3 separate regions of the Zea mays genome follow, and regions 2 and 3 are each linked to region 1. Evidence: chromatin contacts called from public Hi-C data. All regions are on one chromosome and are shown on one strand. Each heading gives the region's core, a stretch centred on a gene start, on an enhancer-like site or on the middle of the called end of the contact. The rest is flanking DNA. Distances are from core to core; before and after follow the strand shown. Region 1 holds the start of LOC100038320 (KANADI1). Region 2 holds the start of LOC103645297 (DNA repair protein RAD4). Region 3 holds the start of LOC100277068.

Region 1 (3,299 bases), core at 501-3,000:
GAGATATCAGTAAGGAACAGAGGAAAGCCAAATATAGCCGAGGAAGTACAGAATCTGACCAACAGAAGCGACGTGAAGACTAGACAGGGAACGTCCATCAAATGTCCAACCAGCTGCAGAGCAAATAAATTGTACCACCTAGCGAGATATGGGCAGATCACGAACTCGGCTGAAAAAGACAAAATACATGCTGACCTCTAAAGCATAATATGGATGACATAATGCTGACCTCTAAGGCATTCAAAAAAAAAAGAAAGGGTTATTCTCAGCAAAAGGACACAAAATGAAGACCTTTGAGAGGATTGTTTTCAAAAATCCACTCAAAGCTCGGGGGCTACACCCATTGGGTGCACCTTCGGTGCACCCCATGAATCACTATTTCAAGCCAAGATGGTACCGACCTCCAAGGCATAAGACAAGATTAAAGACGAGGCTAGCCCTCAACCAAAGCGCAGGAGTAAAGATGAAAATAATTTCTGATGAAGACCTTCGAGTAGATTATTTTCTAAAATCTATTCGAAGATCGGGGGCTACACTCCGGTGCACCCAATGAAGTTTAGAGTCCTACAAAATGAAATGCCGACCTCTAAGGCACAAGCACGAAACAAAGCTTCCGTTTACGAGTGATCAAAGCAGGAGGAGACAGTAAGAAATCGTTTTCCCCAAATTACCTGCAAGCTGGACCTAGGATCTTTGGGCTGATTACCTCAAAATCAACCCAAAGATCGGGGGCTTGTAGGGGACAGATATCCCCCGGGTCCACTGGAAGAGTACCTCACGAAAGGCCCAAGGGCCCAATAAATCGTAAGGTCATTCTTTCGTGGGCCTGGGGAGGGACAATCAGCAAAGCAGGTTGACATGAGGCCGGACTGGTGCAAGCCCGGACGGCCCACAACGTTGAGCAAGCGATCACAACAGAGATCCGACTTTCCCGCGCTGGAGCCCCCATGCAACGGAGCCATGCGAGGATAGGTCGGCAGAACCATAGGAAGATAGACTAAAGCAGTTTACTATCTTTTAGGTGCACACTGTTATCATATCCACATGTATTGCCCCACGGTCGAGTATATAAGGCCTAGGGGGCACCCCTTCAGAACGATCGACCCTATTATTCAGCCACTCACCTCAACTCTCTGCATTCTCAATTCGGAGAGCTACCTTGTAACCTTGTTCACCAAGCATACTCACCAGGACGTAGGGTGTTACGCATCTCTAAGCGGCCCGAACCTGTAAACATTGCCCACTGTCTCTCGTGCATCTGACACGAACCATTTTGCTACAGTCGGCGACACCGTCCTACTCCTAAAAACACCTTGAGGGGCAACCCCGGGTGTGTGGTCGGACCCAAAACACCGACAAGACCCCGCGACACAATTAATACCAACCACAAGTCATTAGTCGCTAACGCCCGCCGTTTGACCTAGCCTAACGAGCCGTCAAGGATCGAGTGTTATTATGCTCTATAGTTGTATCACTTCTTCTAACCCTTCAGAAAAATACGTATAATATGATTAACAGTAGTATTAAGGAAAGTATAATATGACGTATATGTAAGTCTGATGATGGGATAGGAGTATTTTTGACAGGGCGTACGTGTAGTTTTGATGAATTTACTCATCGTCATATAAATACACCCTTGACTCCCTGTGGTCCCGCTCTAGGGTTGTCATCTTCTTCTGCGTTCGCACAAGCGACCCCTAGGCCCCTGATATGCTAGACATATTCTCTCCCATATCGCTCCGCTGCACATAATCTCTCTCTGCCCCCATTCTGTGTATTTATACTCGTCTGATCAGTCTCTTTCTCATATGTCTCTTGCCTTTTACTGCCGTAACCTAACCATGACAAAGTTGACAACACAAGAAACCAATCGAATTCTTTCGGCTGCCCTAATATCTCATCTCCTTTGACATCTCAAGAGAAAGAGGAACGAACAAGAGAGAGAGAAAGCACTGGCTCTGTAGCTAGCTAGCTACAGCGATAGCAACTCACAAAAAAAGCGGCACCACACACCCACACACACCAGAAAACACAAGCACAAGCAAATAAGCAGCACCGCCAGCCCGGCCACCAAGAACTCCAAGAATAACCTTCACTGCCGTCTTCGTTCGATCCCTTACGCTAACACTAGCTGCTTCAGGCTGCAGCCACCAGCCAAAGGTAGGGCGCGCGCGCGGCATCCATGGAGGCGCGGGCAGCGTCGGTCCCGGACCTTTCGCTGCACATCAGCCTTCCGAGCAGCGCCGCGTCTCCGTCTCCCGCCCCGGGGCTGGGCGCTGGAGGAGTAGGGCGTGGTGCGCAGCCGTCCGGAGGGGACCCGTGGCGCCGTCTGAACGGATCCACGGCGTCGACCGAGCTGTCGCTCTCGCCGCCGCCGCCGCGGCAGGAGGCGGCTGCCGGGGACGTCCTTCCATGGCGGCTCCGGCCGCCAGCGGCGAATTACTCCTCGTCCACCGCGGAGGCAACGTTCTTGCCGGTGACCGTGCCGCGGCTTTCGTTCGACGCCGCGGCGGAGGCGGCGCCGGCAAGGCCAATCAACGGAGTGCCCGTCTACAGCAGCCCGCGGACCGGCGCCGCCCATCCTTTTCTTGGCGCCGGCGGCGAATACCGGCAGTGCCACCACCACAAGGCCGCCGTGGGGCTATACAATCCCTACCACTCCTCGTCGTCGTGGCCCTCGTCCCTGCGGTCGACGACGACGGCGCCCCTTGGCGCCGTGGCGCCGCCGGCGTCCGACCCCACGGCGTCGTCGTACCTCTCGCCGTCCGCGTACCACCGGATGCTGTCGAGCACCGGCCGGCTCCACCTCCAGGGCGTGCTCGCCGACACGCTCCGCGGCTACGGCAGCGGGCACCACCACCGCCAGCACTTGGGCAGCCTGGCCGCGGCCCGCTACATGCCGAGGCTCCCGGCTTCCCGGCGCGGCATGCGCGCGCCGCGGATGCGGTGGACGAGCAGCCTGCACGCGCGTTTCGTCCACGCCGTCGAGCTCCTCGGCGGCCACGAGCGTGAGTCGTTAATTCCTCCGCTTTGCATCCATTCCATCCTCAGCTCCACAACTCCCCCCAAAAAAAACCATGCAGTTCACAGAGATCTGCTTGGATCATTTCATGCGGGATGTGATTAATCTCCCTCTCCACGGCCGGCGGCCGGCCTCTCTGCGCGCGCACAACAGGGGCGACGCCCAAGTCGGTGCTGGAGCTGATGGACGTGAAGGATCTGACGCTAGCGCATGTGAAGAGTCATTTGCAGGTTGAGTTCCGGCCGATGAGGTCTTGGTTCTTTAATTCTGTCTACCC
Region 2 (3,299 bases), core at 280-2,779, 170 kb after region 1:
CAAAGTCTGTGCCGAGTGCCCGAGAAAAAGTACTCGACAAAGAAGCCTTTGTCGATGTACTATTCGCCGAGCCCTCTTTGCCGAGTGTTTTTCAGGCTTTGCCGAGTGCTTCAGGCACTCGGCAAAGCGCCCGATTCCCGTAGTGAGCGAGGTTGCCACCCTGCCTATCGAGGGGTCACTAGCGCATGCGACGTGGCAGTCGGGAGGAGCGGGATACAAGGTAGAGGAAGCGAGGTCGGTGTTTGGAGAAGTCGTCTACCCGAGACAGCCAAGGCCGGGGTCACCGAGGTACGTCGGCCATGATGAAGGAGGACACTGCTAGGATGGAGGGGCTGCCATGGGCTCGCCATCAGCTCCGCCATCATCGACAGCGGCCTCCTTTGCTAGACGAATGGATCCAAGAACGACTCCCCCTTGGGTACTCTACTCATGCAGGCCAAGCAAAAGAGGAGAGTGACACAGAGGCCGAGTCCTAGCGTCGATAAGGGTAGGGATGGATTCGGATCGGATACGCATGGAAACAAATCCGAATGTCACTATTTACCATATTTTAATTTGAATACGAATACAGATACAGATACTATCGGATACGAATATAAAACGAATAGTTCGAATTCAGATTCACATTCGGATACTTACTTGATTTGGAACATAGCATCATAACAAGTATTAATTTGTTTTATCGATAGATTTATAGTTGATAAAATCATATTACAAGCAAATTATAAACAATAGTACATATACATTATTTAATTGAAACTTAGTTGAATGTCATATTTTTAAATAAATTATTTATACTTGGTATATTTATATTTTGGACTCTAAATATAATCTTTTCGTATATTAAGTATATTTGTATTATGGACTCTAAAAACTCAAATAATCTAATGTATTCGAAATTAGACTTTTTTAATATTAATTAAAACTTATCATTGTGTATCACTTGTAATGTAAGATTAACACAATCATTTATTTATGATATGAATATTTTTAACATTTTAAATGGTGTATATCAGTTTTTAGTACATTATTTAAAGTTTAAGATCACTTGTAATTAGTAATTAGTAATAAAAGTAAGTTTAAATTGATTTTATCGTATACTTTTTACTTTCGGATACAAATAGTATCGAATATTTTACGGTTTTGTCCAATATTACCGAATACGAATCTTATATCGGATAAAGAAAAACCGAATTCGAAGATGTCAATTTAACATCTATATCAAAATCGAATACGAATACAGATATCCATATTAGCACTTTATCCGAATACAAATACGAATAATTCAGATATCTAGACATCCGAATCTATCCATAGATAAGGGAGAGTTACGCCTCATGATCTGCAAATCAAAACTGCTAGGGACAGTTCGGTCATTTAGTGCTGGAGAAAATAAGAAAACAAAAGAGAGTAAAAATGCACTTAATCCTATTTTAAAGAAGAGATTAATTTATAAATACTATTTTAGAGAAGTTAAATTTGATGTGAGTGCTATAATAGGAAGAATAAAAACTAGACGCCCTGACGTTGGGCGCGCGAAACCCCGACGCACCCGCCGCGGCTCGCCGGCTCCGTCGGCCGTCGCTCTAAAAACCTAACCCGCCTTTTTCTTTTGCTTCCTTCGGCTTCTTCGTCCCCTCCAACAATCACAGGGAGGGAACGAGCTCCAAGCACCTAGTAATGCGGCGGACGAGGAGCCAGTCCGCCAGCGGGGTTAATCCTCCACCCGCTGCTGGTTCGTGCCCCGCCCTCGCCAAAACCCCCTTTTCCCCTGTCCCATTCCCGTGCTCCCATTGCTCTTTGCTCTGCGTGTTTTCGTTCACGGTTTCCGCTTCATTGTACAGGACCAAGCGCGGAGGTCGCTGGTCGCCGGAGGGCTTCGCCTGCCGCGAATGGGAAATCACCTGCCACCAAGGTGAGGCTGAGGCCTTTTGTCTGGTGCCCCGTATATCTGCGTGTAATTATCTAATCCACACGTCGGTGCTCTTCCGGTCGATGAGAAGTTAATCAAACTTAGGCATAGGGGTTTTCATTCAATTGCAGTTTAGGACCGTTGTATCGTGGATTCGGGTTCTCCATGGCTTGGAGTCAGTGCGGGATTTCGTGGCGCAGAGCACTTGTTCAGGTCAAACGAATTGAGACTTCACTTCAAAAATTGGTTTAATTTTTTTTGAAAGGGAGTGGCAAAAGATTTGCGGCTCCAGTATATTAGAAAGGGAATAAACTTAAAGAAGACACGATAGAAGCAAGAGAGAAGAACAAAACAACGAAATAAAACCTACTGAACAGACCAACCAACCAACCCAGCATAGCCCGTTAACAACCAACGGGCTCCTTCACCACAAAAGCAACCTGCTCTGCAGATCTGTGCTGCCTGATAAAGATTCTATTGTTTCTTTCCAACCATAAGCTCCACCAAAAATAAATCAGAAGACCGTCAAAAATTCTCCTCGATTGCCTGCTGCAAAGCCTTCTTAAAATCCTCCACCAACCATACAACGACTCGGAACCATAGTTCTCACTTCAAAAATTGGTTTAAATTGCATGCCTTTATTGTTGAAGCATCCAGTTTTGTTGAGCAATACATTGTGATTAAGGATTCCAAGCGAATTTATCCCAAAGGAAGATTACTATAGTGCTTTCTAAATATATTTGGTAAAATTAAATAAATGTATGTGATGGTTGCACGAAGGTGGGATGCAAAATGCCCTTTTCACCCAAAAAAGTAGAATGCAAAATGTTTCCTTTGATACATGATTTTTAAAGCGGTAAGGCGAGCCAAGGCGTTGGACCACCGCCTGGATGCCTAGGCGACGCCTAGGCGAGGTAGGCGGCAAGGCGCCTAGGCGTTGGACCTCCGCCTGGACGCCTAGGCGTCGCCTTAAGAACAGGGCTTTGATATGAAGGTTAGATACGTAAAGGAAGCTTATTTGTCTACTAATGGGATTTACTTACATCCTGCTCTTCAGGTGGAAACAGCATCCCCACTCCGGGATGCACGCAGGAAAGGTAGACCCAAGACTGAGTCCAAAGATAATGCTAGTGTGAAACCTTGCAGTGCTGGGAGCTGTGAAAAGAATAATTTGGAGGAGCAAACAGAATCGCTTGATAACATTGATGCAACTGAAATGGACTGGGAAGAGGGGCACGTGGAGCACATTGAGGATTCTGTTGAGCTCAGAGAGACCATGACTGTTGAGTTCAACGACATACCTTCTTCCACTAAGAAGAAGAGTGTTCGGAGGCCCAGTGCTGAGGAAAAGGTTAGTTTTTTTAATGGCTATTAGAAACTGTTAGCC
Region 3 (3,299 bases), core at 292-2,791, 150 kb before region 1:
TGAAGGTTGTTTGCTTAGTAACATACCAACAGCACTACAATCTTGTACTACAGGGGAATAAAGATGGTTTACCAGTAGTAATCATAACTCCAACAACTGATGAGATGACAATGGCAGAAATGGCAAAGATAGCAACTCCTACTGCTCCAATATACACTGCAACCAAGCAAGCAAAGAAGATAGCCAAGAATCCGCCAGCAGCGGCCAGTGACATCAGGGCTGAGACGATGATCGCATTAGCAGTGGCAATTAGCAGAAAGAACATGAAGATTAAAAGGCCAGTCAATGCTATAGGCATGATTGTCCCGACCTGCCAGATCAGAAAAGGGTAAAATGAGGAAAATTTATTTACTGAGAAATTTCAATAATTGCTAAAATGGATGCCATACCAAACCAAGGTATCATGTAAGAGTTTTATGGGATCAAAACTGCATGCGAAAGCAATCAACCATGCTCTGTTGCTACCGAAAGTAATCCACCATGTTTTTGTTTCCGCTTACAAGATGCACTCTCCAGTCTCCACCTTGAAATGCAAGTTTTGAGCTGTCCGAAGTCGTCAAACTAAGCTCAGTTTAATAAGTTTTTAGAAAAAACCGATAATATTTACGATACTAAATGAGCAGTATTAAAAACCCTGATACCGTACTAAATCTATTTTTATTGTTTACCTATTTGAGGTTGTAGATGTTAAAGATTGATTTAGGGCAAACATAGAGGCCACGGGGACGGGATGTGCAGGATATCTTAGGTCTTTAGCTAATTTTATGTAAATAGTGCAAAAAATGTTTCTAATAGCCCCCTAATCTAATTTGGTCCCCTCTAATTTTGAATCCTAGCTTCGCCCCTGTGTGGAGCTATTCTGCGATGAACAATTCTCCATTGCCATCCCTGCATATACCTATTATATTTCAGGAAGGAGGGATTACAATTCATCCTATTCTTCATTTCCCTCTACAGATCTTGTAAACATTTTGGCCCCTGAGACCTAAACAGTACCAATATAAACCAACATTTCAATGCTATATGACACAGTAACCCAATTGACTGATAGCACAAAGTAAAACAAGTGTACCAATACGCAATCACCTAAAGAACATCGAGTCAGATTTAGTAAACAGGACATGAAAACCCGTGCTTATGTTACGGATCAATGAGGCGCGCCCACCGAGATGACGAGGATGGCGCGGAGGCCGCTGCCCTGCCTTGTCCACTCGAGCAGATCCCGCGCTGAGTTCCGAGACGCCCCCTTCAGCCGCGGCGCGGCCTCGCAGGACGCCGCCCGGAGCCGCCGGAGCAGCGGCTCGTCCGGGTACCAGACGCCGTCGACGAAGCTGCGCAGAACGCCGGCGAGCGTGTACTCCTCGCCGACATCCACCTCGCGGGCGCCGGAGGGGGCCTCGCCGTTGGAAGCGGGCTTGGCAGAGGCGGAGGCAGGGGTGGCGGTGGCCTCGTCCACATCCACATCCATCGGCGGCGGGCGGTGGAGGACCGGGGAGGAGTCGATGCAACTTGGCACTGCAGGTGTCGACGAGGGGAACGGGAACTGATTGGGTATGCACCGTGCTGGATTTACATGAGGGTTCGGGGACACGTGGCGAGTGGAGCGCGGCCATCGCCATGTAGGTGAGACCGTGAGAAGTGTAACGAGGGGTGTCAATTTAACCGGAGTATTTGATATCCTCGAATATCTGACCCGATGAAGCTAGATATAGATATATATTTTGATTTATGGGTCAGAACCGAATTCTACCTTAAATTAGACGCACATAGATTAGTATATTACCTTTCAGCCGCGCGTTATCAGTTGGATATCCGAAAAACCCTAACACTATGAGCCTCACGTCTAACACTCTCAATCCCCCAATGTTGGTCACTCCTTGTAGCCTTGCTGATTTCCTGCGCCGTGTGTTGTGGCCCCTTGCTTCCAAGTGATATAGTCCATAGCACCAATGACGGCCAACCCTTTCAAGCTCTAGTGACCCTAACCACGACCTGCGGGCCCATAATAATTCTTTTATCTATACTACTATATATATTAATATTAAGAACCTAATGTGGGCATCTGGTGCTACCACGGCTTTACCCTCCCCACCAAGCATCGCAAAAAAAAAAGTGCATGATAATCCCTCGAACCTACATCCCTTTAATCTAGAAATTTGGGGCTAACTACGATACCAACATATCTTAGTATTTAGAAATAAACAAAAATTATATTTGTAGCCTAGGCGCCGCCCCATGCTCCCCCGCCTCGTGGCAACGCACAAATCTATTAAGAACCTAATATGGGTGTCTGGTGCTATCACGGCTTCACCCTCCGCACTGACATTCTGGGCTCGCCCCAATGCCCGCACAACTAGCTATTGCGTCTGCCCAGCACCCGACCCCGTGCAAAAAATAGTGCAGAGCGAGCACTTGAACCCACACCCCCCTGCCTTAGAAATTTGGGGCTAACCACCAGACTACATGTAACTTAGTGTTTAGAAATAAAAATAATTATATTTGAATAAATATGTCAATAGCAATTTATATGGTATTTAAAAATCGTATCAAAGCACGAGCAACTGGCTAGTTAAGTTTTAATTGTGTATGATGGTGAATTGGAAAGAACATTGATTAATTATGCTATTCAATTGTTGAAAAATGATTGTCTTTTATATCCGATGGATATCCGAAACCCGATGGACATGATCATAGATATAAATTTCTATCCGCGGGTATGGTCGCAGACGGATATTTGTTGCAACCGCACATATGGTTGCGGATGGATATTTGCAATATCCGATCCAAATCCGATCTGTTGCCATCCTTAGGTATAACCCGCAGGACCACCTGCAGGTAAGCGTGCTGCATTCACGTCCTCCATCCATGTATCGTACCGTTCCGTTGGGCGTTGGATACTGTTTCTACTGGCCGGAAGAGCATGTTTTAAGCGTTCTGGTTATCTCTCTACCAATATAAAAACATGTCAGATTTGGCCTGTTTGCATGCCTGTAATAGGCTAGCAGGCTCACGTCTAGCAGCTAGGCCATATCTGTCGAGGCTCTTTCAGGGCCGGTCCTGACATTTCGGAGGCCCTAAGCAAAAATTTGTATAGAGGCCCCATATAACTAGATATATATGCATATATCATCTACACATCTACTAAATACATATCAGTAAAGAAACTGTGTATAAGTTACTGTAATAGAGAATATTACACATTATTGTTTATAAAATAACATTGGCTGAAATAATAAAAATTTACTTGTCACTTCTCATCTTATAAAATTTCTTCTAACATTTTTTGATACAAAATCATC

What was found. A called contact is a pair of places that touch in the nucleus more often than the background predicts.
Region 2: a contact with region 1 is called in a Hi-C map of tassel, with 2.8 times the contacts expected there. The contact joins the promoter of LOC103645297 here to the promoter of LOC100038320 in region 1. A contact is called at or near these places in 3 of 25 Hi-C or Micro-C datasets (ear, leaf and tassel).
Region 3: a contact with region 1 is called in a Hi-C map of ear, with 2.3 times the contacts expected there. The contact joins the promoter of LOC100277068 here to the promoter of LOC100038320 in region 1. A contact is called at or near these places in 2 of 25 Hi-C or Micro-C datasets (ear and tassel).

Annotation. Positions count from the first base shown.
Region 1 is chr1:220,499,310-220,502,608 of Zm-B73-REFERENCE-NAM-5.0, reverse strand. It overlaps LOC100038320 (KANADI1), which reads left to right and starts at 1,750. Exons shown (of 6, transcript NM_001308509.1): 1 at 1,750-3,008; 2 at 3,176-3,252. The coding sequence starts at 2,183.
Region 2 is chr1:220,329,592-220,332,890 of Zm-B73-REFERENCE-NAM-5.0, reverse strand. LOC103645297 (DNA repair protein RAD4) reads left to right here and starts at 1,529. Exons shown (of 13, transcript XM_020546698.2): 1 at 1,529-1,735; 2 at 1,845-1,915; 3 at 2,970-3,263. The coding sequence starts at 1,681.
Region 3 is chr1:220,649,160-220,652,458 of Zm-B73-REFERENCE-NAM-5.0, reverse strand. LOC100277068 reads right to left here and starts at 1,541. Exons shown (of 3, transcript NM_001150735.3): 1 at 1,166-1,541; 2 at 73-310. The coding sequence starts at 1,468.